2 separate regions of the Ctenopharyngodon idella genome follow, and region 1 is linked to region 2. The links are chromatin contacts, called in public Hi-C maps. All regions are on one chromosome and are shown on one strand. Each heading gives the region's core, a stretch centred on a gene start, on an enhancer-like site or on the middle of the called end of the contact. The rest is flanking DNA. Distances are from core to core; before and after follow the strand shown.

Region 1 (4,556 bases), core at 213-2,712, 130 kb before region 2:
CAAATTATATCAACATAACAATTTGAATAAAAATTCAAGATTAAAGGATTAGTTCCATAGACTGTAATAAAAGATTACTTCACTTTCAAATGAAAATTACCCCAATCTTTACTCACCCTCAAGCCATCCTAGGTGTATATGACTTTGTTCTTTCTAATGAACACATTTTTATTTTTTAATAAATATCCTGACGCATCCGAGCTTTATTATGGCAGTGAACAGGACCAACGAGTATGAGCTGAAGAAAGTGCATCCATCCTCATCCATCCATCATAAACATACTCCACAAGGCTCCACACGGGTTAATAAATGCCTTCTGAAGCGAAGCGATGCGTTTGTGTAAAAAAATATACTGTATCCATATTTAACAAGTTAAAATATCTAGCTTCCACCAGACCGCCTTCCATATTCAACTTACGAAGAAAGTGTAAACTGGCGTCGTGTCAGTTACACTTTTTCCGTAAGTTGAATAGGGAAGGCGTAGGACGTAGCGTAAGCTTTTTGAACTGCAAGAGTTTTACGCTTTCTTCGTAAGTTGAATATGGAAGACAGTCTGGTGGAAGCTAGATATTTTACTTCATAACTTGTTAAATTTGCATTTTTTTTTTTTTTTTTTTTACAAAAATTCATCGCTTCTCTTCAGAAGGCCTTTATTAACCACCCGGAGCCGTGTGGAGTATGTTTATGATGGATGGATGTGGATGGATGCACTTTTTCAGCTCATACCCGTCAACCTTATTCACTGCCATTATAAAGCTCGGATGCGTCAGGATATTTATTAATATTTCTCTGATTGTTTTCATCAGAAAGAAGAAAGTCATACACCTAGGATGGCTTGAGGGTGAGTAAAGCTTGGGATAATTTTCATTTGAAAGTGAACTAATCCTTTAACCTAAAAATAGCCTATTTAATATTTGAAGTTTAATTTAAATACTTAATATTTATCTTTTGGTATTTAGACCTAATTAGAAACATGGGATAAGATGATAAAAATGATATTTTACTGAAATTCTACTTTGTCTGTCATTGGTTATTCAATTATTATCAACTAAATTGTCAAAATAAAATTGTAAATAGTAGTATTTTAGATGAATGACACTTTAAAAATACATGTAAATGAAAAGAATTATATCAAAAGTCATTCTGTATAAGTTTATCTATCTATCTATCTATATGATATATTATACAAAAGACAAAAGTATTTTATTTTAAACAATTAGGCCTACATTTTATTTATAATAATTTCTAATTAATATCTCAAATAAATAACTGTATAAAATAAATGTAATTTAAAAATGAAGCAGTATAATCCACGTTACACACAGTATAACAGTAAAATATAGTAGGCTATATTACTAGTCATATCTCATAGCCTCCAGCTCTCCGATCTTTTAGCTATTGTTTCGATTTGTGACATGTCATACTTGGCGCTGATTGGTAGTTCTCATCTACATCTCAGCTTCTATTGGTTGAACAGCGCACATTGGCAATGAGCGGAAGTCTTTCAGCGTGAGTGAATGTGAAGGGGGGACAGAGGTGGGAGACTGTCCCGTTCAACAAAAGTGATCCTTCAGGGAAAGTTGCTGGTGGGAGTACATTCAACGCTGGTTATCACATCTAAACAACCTCGACAAGAATGGAGATCGAGAAAGAAGTTAAAAAGGTACGCTTATTGAAATGGTCATGGTCCAAAGTGTTAGTTGCAGAAACATTCGGCAACGCCCTTAAAGGTAAATTCACTGCCATTGTTATACATGGCGAAACATTTGGTTTTACAACTGTCACATTTGAGAGCAAATGAAAAAGCTTGGTTACATTTATTAAGAAATAGGAAGCGGACATTAATAGGAAGTAAAACATAGAAGGAGTGTCCTGGTCCCTCTTTATTTGATAGAAAAAAAATGAATTGGATGTAATGGCTTAGTTGATAGAGACGATAGATTTTCCTTTTTCCATAATTGTAAGCAAGCTGGAAGATGTTATGATTATTATGTATCATTCTACAGATACATTCGCTTTTCTTATATGGGTGTCTCTACAGAAACTGGGTTTCTTTCATAGCACATTGCAGTAATTCAACCACAAGCCAAGTTGCAATGGTACATTTGAACTTTAGTGGTGGTAAAGTGGTAAAGTATGTTGTAACATACATGTACTGTAAAGAAAGAAGTGGGTTTATTGCAAGATGATGATGAAAACATATGAAGTTCCTTACTGTTAAATACAGTTATTTTCTCACCCTCATGTTGTTCCAAACCTGTATGACTCTCTTTCTTTCTTCTGTGAAACACAAGATATTTTGAAAAATGTTCTTCAAAGACAATGAATGAAAACTGAAGATGTCAAGCCTCAAAACGAACACAAATTCACCATAAAGGTAGTTAATATGACTTGTGCACTTTGTGTGACGAACAGACTGAAATTTAAGTCATTTTTCACTGACAAACAGATTAGTGAAGAAATGATTCATTTGATCATGATTCATCCGATTGATAAACCAATCTGAATGATTCGTTCACAAATCAGACTGATTCAGTTCTTGAGTTCAACTTGCTGAATCGATGATCCAGTCAACACAGTTAAAGGGTTAGTTCACGCAAAAATGGAAATTCTGTCATTAATTACTCACCCTCATGTCGTTCCACACCCTTAAGACCTTCGTTCATCTTCAGAACACAAATTAAGATATTTTTGATGAAATCCAATGGCTCAGTGAGGCCTCCATTGACAGCAAGACAATTAACACATTCAAATGCCCAGAAAGGTACTAAAGACATATTTAAAACAGTTCATGTGACTACAGTGGTTCAACCTGTTATGAAGCGATGAGAATACTTTTGTGCGCCAAAAAACAAAATAATGACTTCAACAATATCTAGTGATGGGCGATTTCAAAACACTGCTTCATGAAGCTTGGAAGTGTTTTGAAATTTCAATGGTTCACGTGACTTTGGCAGTTTGACACATGCTCAGAACCACTGATTCGAAACAAAAGATTCGACAAAATGGAGGCCTCACTGAGCTATTGGATTTTATCAAAAAATATCTTAATTTGTGTCCCGAAGATGAACGAAGGTCTTACGGGTGCGGAACGACATGAGGGTGACAGAATTTTCATTCTTGGGTGCACTAACCCTTTAAGATCTCACTGAAGGTGAAGTCTCAATCTTTCCATTAGTTTTCAATTAAAACAAATTATTTTAAAGAAGACATTAAGTATTAAGGACTACTTTAATGATACTTTAATTGCATTAAAAAGTACAATTGTAATTTTTGAAGTGAACTATCCATTTAATAAAATGGCCAGTTTCTCATAAATGTTACATTGTATATGACATTTCCACATTGTTACAATTGCAACACTAAGTGTACTAAGAGTTTGAGGGTCTATAAAGGAAACAATTAATAAACATTTACATTTTTTTTAAATGTTTAAAGCATCTTTAATAGATGCAATATTTTTCATCTGCTAAATCTTTGTGTATACTGCAAAATTGTCTTGTTTTACAAGAAATAATCAATATTTGCACTAGTGTTGGTACAGTAATTAATAGTAGTTACAGGTTTTAAGGACCACTGTCTTAAAGATTAACAGTAACTCCTCAGATCTGGAGGGATCTCCCTGTATTTTTGGCAGAAAAAAAGCCCTGCAGGCGTTCTCCATCTTGATAAATACTTGACCTTATAAGGCGGTCTTCCAGCTCAGGAGGTTTACTGTTGAGAAATGCCGAGACAGGAATGAACTTTATTATATAAATATTGTAATATCTAGTGAAGTAGACTGATGTCAGATTCTTTTCTTTCCTTTAATTATGTAAATTATGCCCTGCTTCATACTAAAACTTTTTTTTTTTTTGTAAAGTCTGTTTTTTTGTCCTAAATAGTAGGTTCTATGAAGTTTAAGAGGCACTTTTATCTGAGGAGAAAATGGAGAAAAAAAAATCTTATGACATCAGCCTCTTTTTTTAATCTTGCATGCTTGTCTTATGAAAAACAGACCACAGAGAAATGCAGTTTCACCTGTTGGATTTGGCACAATTAAGGAAGTAATGCATACATGATGTGTGAGAGAACTTTCCAGGACATGCTACATGTCGGTGTCTTTTTTTTAATAATAGGAAACACAAATACTTTGTTTTGAAGATATGTTAAAGACTACAGTAGAAAATACAGTAGTATTGTTAAATATTATTACAATTTAACTCTTTTTCTGCTGTCATTACGCCAGTCTTCAGTGTCACATGACCCTTCCTGCTTAATATTTTTGTGGAAACCATGATGCATTTCTTTCAGGATGCTCTGATGAATAGAACATTCAAAAGAACAACGTTTGTTTGAAATAGTCTTTTTAACATAAATCTCTTTACTGTCACTTTTGTGTCCTTGCTGAATGAAATCATTAATTTCTTTTGATCTCCTGAGGTTGATAATTAACATTTTCTGAAGGTTCACTGATCATTTGATTAAAAAAAATAAAAATTCATACCAAATTTGTGGAAAGTGCCAGAGGATTAATTAAAATACCATAAATGCAAATGCTGTATTCGGATGGTTTG
Region 2 (4,460 bases), core at 160-2,659:
CTTGGGCCTTCATTGAAAGAATTAAGACAAGTTACACAAACAGTGAGGTAGTGTCATGAAAAATATTGCTCCTAGCTATTAGAAAACCAGACGGAAAATCCGCCCCAAAATGACGTGGTGTCTGCTCAACTCAAAAATGACCTGTACTGGGAGTTTAAAGGCCCACTGAAGAGCCTTGGAATGCACAGCATTATTCAATGTGTTGACGTAATTTCAACTGAAACAGGAAGACAGGGCGATATATGTCATATATCACCCTGTCTTATATATCGAATAGCCCTGTCCCCTTTTTTTAAATAGCCAATAGCGTTTCGTTTATGTTAAACGAACATAAATGCTCGTCCAGAGCCATTAGACTCTGTAAAACCTCAGTTTCCTTCTAATCTTTATCCGTTTCTCCTCCTAATGTCCTAATCGCTTTAACTTACAGCATTCTGTGCAGAATTCAAATGGGTCCAATATCTTTTGTTGTCTGAGCCGACTCGCGCATATGATCCGCTCTGTGTTCTCATGTCTCTGGACCGGAGCAGACTGTGCTCGCGCTGCGGCGGTTCATGTGACACTAATTCGCGTCATTCATTCATTCACGTCAAAGGAAAGCATATTTACACTGTCTGAATCATTCCCTATTCTCAATATAGTGCACTACGTGCCATTCACCATGTAGAAACTAGGAAATGTGTCTGTAAGAGTGTAGGAGGAGGCGGGACTTCAGATTCTAGAGAGCATTTGATTGGACCGAAGAAGATTTGACAGAAACTGAAGTGCGATGTGATGTCATGAAAATCCGTGATCCATTCAAGTGAGAGACTAAGTTTTGAATGCTTATATCTCCTAAATGCGAATTTTGTCATTGTTTTGGAACACACCCGATTATTCATAACTTTAAGGCTAACATATTCATACTAAAAGCTAAAAAACTTAAATTTCAATTTCAGGGGGACTTTAAAAGCATCAAGACATGACAGTTATGAGCTACTTACAACACAGTAGTACATTCCATCTATAGCAGTTCCTCTCAATGTTATACTGGCATATGGAAAAACAGGTTGGGTCTGGTTTTGTCTATATTGTGGGGAACAATGTCCACACAACGACAGTAAAACGTTAAATCAGCTTCAATCTGCTGACCAGACAATAGTCCTCAGAAGTATCAGGTTTAATAAACAATAAATAATTCAAAAATATAAAAATGCCAAATGGTTGCGTTTTAGGTAGAGTTAGTAAATAGAAAATAGTATTATCTCAAAATTACACTGGAAAGTTTGCAACATGGCACACGTCGTCTCGCTTGCTTTTTTTTCTTCTCGTAATTTTAACAATTTTTGATCATACAAAGACATCAGTCAAATCTTGTAACGGACTGGCCTTCGTTTGACTTCACTTCCCATAAGTCCTCTCGCGCGCTCTTCCGGTTTGCTGTCATTGCTGTGCGCTGCTCGCGTATCCTCGGTATATAAACATTACTACACGACGCTTTTTTACTGCAAGTAGCATTTTGCTCTAATGAGCACTTATGTACTTTAGTCTTTGCACTCAAAGTAAAGCTTTAGTTATGTTTGCTTGTGCAGTTACACAGCGGTTACGTCACGTTGTGTGTCTGGACTCAGTGCAGAGATGTTCAACACTCTTCACCAGGGCTTTGGTTTCTCAGGCTCTCCGAAGTTTTTCAGATGCCCCTGCAACTACGAAAGACTTGAATAAACCTATAAAGCAATGGGAATTATTAGTTAGTCCTTACACGAAGGTCAGATGTCATTTAGGCTGTAATATATCCATAAAACCACTGGATCCACATGCTTTTCCTGAAGCTGACCGGGCATTTATTACTGTGCACGTGACAGATGCGAATCAAACTCTTAATGTGGACAGATTTCATGTTCATTATGATGATCAAAGCAATGAACTTCAGATTTTGTCCGATGAGGTGGACAGCAATGTCACTGTTGAACTGACAGCACCTATTAAATGTGGTAAGGATCTGAATTCAGGCTTGTAAAGATAATAATAAATTATTGACACATTGTTTTATTAATATTAATATTTAATTATAATGATTATTTTAATATAATTTTTAAAAAATATTTTTACCATGTAGACTGTATTTACAGTAAATAAAGGTAATGTAATAAGTGTACTTTTAATAAAGTAAATTTATTGAAATACATGTGAATCCTTCTAGTCCCTGTCCATCCCTCCAGATCTCCACATCAAGACTAAAGACAAAGGCAATGTGAAGATCAAGAATATGGAGAGTGACCTCTGCCACGTGCACACGGAGAGAGGACACTGTGTCCTGAAGTCTGTAAAGGTATTTTATCCATAGGCTTTTATCATTTAATGTAAGGGGTTTTCAAAATAGGGTCGGGGGCCACAAGGGAGTACTAGGGGGGCCATGGAAAAGTTTATAAATAAATTAATAGGTAAATAAATTAATTAAAAATTAAAAAGCATTAAAATAAAATAAAAATTGATATAAATAATACATCTAACAGTACATTATTATAGTGATGTATTAGAAACGAAAAAAGCAGTAAATATAGCGAAACATTACTATTTAAAATAACAGTTTTCTGTTTTACTATACACTACCATTTAAAAGGGGTGTTTTAAAAAATGAATACTTTTATTCAGCAAAGACGCATTAAATTGATCAAAAGTGACAGTAAAGACATTTATATTGTTAGAAATACTTTTTATTTCATATAAATGCTGTTCTTTTGAAATTTCTATTCATCAAAAAATCCTGAAAAAAAATGTATCATGGTTTCCACAAACATATTAAGCAACAAAAACGGTTCAATGTTGATAATAATAGGAGCCTTTACTAATACTTGAGCACCAATAATAAATTATATTAACTGAGCATCAAATCAGCATATTATAATGAATTCTGAAGGATCATGTGATGCTGAAGATTGGAGTAATGATGCTGAAAATTCAGCTTTGCCATCAAAGAAATAAATTACATTTTAATATTCATTAAAGCAGTTGTTTTTTAACTATAATATTTCACAATATTATTGAATTTTTTATCAAATAAATGCAGCCTTGGTGGGCAATCAGAGACTTCTTTCAAAAACATTAAAAATCCAAATTTTTCCAAACTTTTGACTCATATTGTATATAGTTGCCTTTTAAATTTTAGGAAGCAGGTCCCTTGTGTCACGATGATCAGATTTGGTGTCTGTGATATCTAAAAGATTGAAAACCCCTGAATTAATTAATGTCTCATAAAAGCCTAAATATGTCTTATTTACTGACCTAATAAGGATCTGATTAATATCATGTGTTTAAAGGTGCAATATGTAAGAGTTTTGTAGTAAAAAAAAAAAAAAACACTAGGCCAGTGTTATATATTTTGTTCACTGGAGTACTTACAATATCCCAAATGTTTCCAACTGTTTGTAAATCTTGAGAAAATTGCAATTTTAACCAAGGCTCCGGGACGTGTGAGGAGTCGCCTGTCAATTGCGTCATACCCGCGTTACCCTCGGTTTCCGGTTTTATTTTGTAGAAACCATGAAAACACCAAAGACGCTTTAATATATTACATGTTTTAATAGACAAGGGAACAACTGTTTTGATATATTTATAGACAGAAAACTAATTGTTGTTATATAGCTCAACACATTTAGTCTTATTGTTTAAATCTAATTTTCTTGATTTTTTTTTGCGAGTACCATGCTTTACCATGCCTCAGAGAAAAACACTATTTTGTCAAGTAGCTAACATAGCATAATCAGATGCAGCTTTATTTTTAGTAACCATAATTTAGTAACCAAGAAAACAGCATTTTCTCCATCATACAATACGTTTTAAAATGAATTGCGTGCCATTTATCAACGCAAGCCATCCAGCATTTAATATGATAGGCTATTCTAAAATTGATCTATCTTACTTCAGTGTGGAACAAGTGTCTCACAGCAGCCGCCGAGCGAACGCACAGAATAACTTTATAACATTTTCAACACACTCAAATGTATCTAATATGATAAACAGAGCTGCATTACCTCATACTCATGACCGGAAAAGCGGAAGCGGCGCCGGCGACTGTGGCGTAATAAAAGTTCTGCTGCTCGTGAGGCGTGTGTTGTGCAATCACTCCAGCTGCCTCATTCAGCTCCCACAACACTCGGTCCTGCTCTGCTTCATACTACTAACGTTAATAATCACATCCATGAACATGATTTCTTCCCGAGTCCTATTCCAATTCTTTTCCACCGGCTGTGAGGTGAAGACCACATGTCCCAAGATTCCGCACTCAAACTTGGCGTCATCAAGCTACGCCTTTGTTTTGGATAGGCCTCTAGCAGACAGAAAATGTTACATATTGCACCTTTAATTGTTGTGATTTTGTTTAGGGTCATGAGGTTCAAGTTCAGTCCACAGGAGGAAATGTCACTGGACTCAAGACCTTACATGGGAATGTAGATATCAGCACATCTGTGGACAGTGTA

Evidence for each region. A called contact is a pair of places that touch in the nucleus more often than the background predicts.
Region 1: a Hi-C map of muscle shows a contact between it and region 2, with 2.1 times the contacts expected there. The contact joins the promoter of tes here to the promoter of fam185a in region 2. A contact is called at or near these places in 2 of 2 Hi-C or Micro-C datasets (both in muscle).

What each region holds. Positions count from the first base shown.
Region 1 is chr24:16,299,052-16,303,607 of HZGC01, reverse strand. It overlaps tes (testis derived transcript (3 LIM domains)), which reads left to right and starts at 1,462. Exons shown (of 7, transcript XM_051884390.1): 1 at 1,462-1,663. The coding sequence starts at 1,637.
Region 2 is chr24:16,165,842-16,170,301 of HZGC01, reverse strand. It overlaps fam185a (family with sequence similarity 185 member A), which reads left to right and starts at 1,409. Exons shown (of 8, transcript XM_051884912.1): 1 at 1,409-1,973; 2 at 2,183-2,311; 3 at 4,365-4,457. The coding sequence starts at 2,249.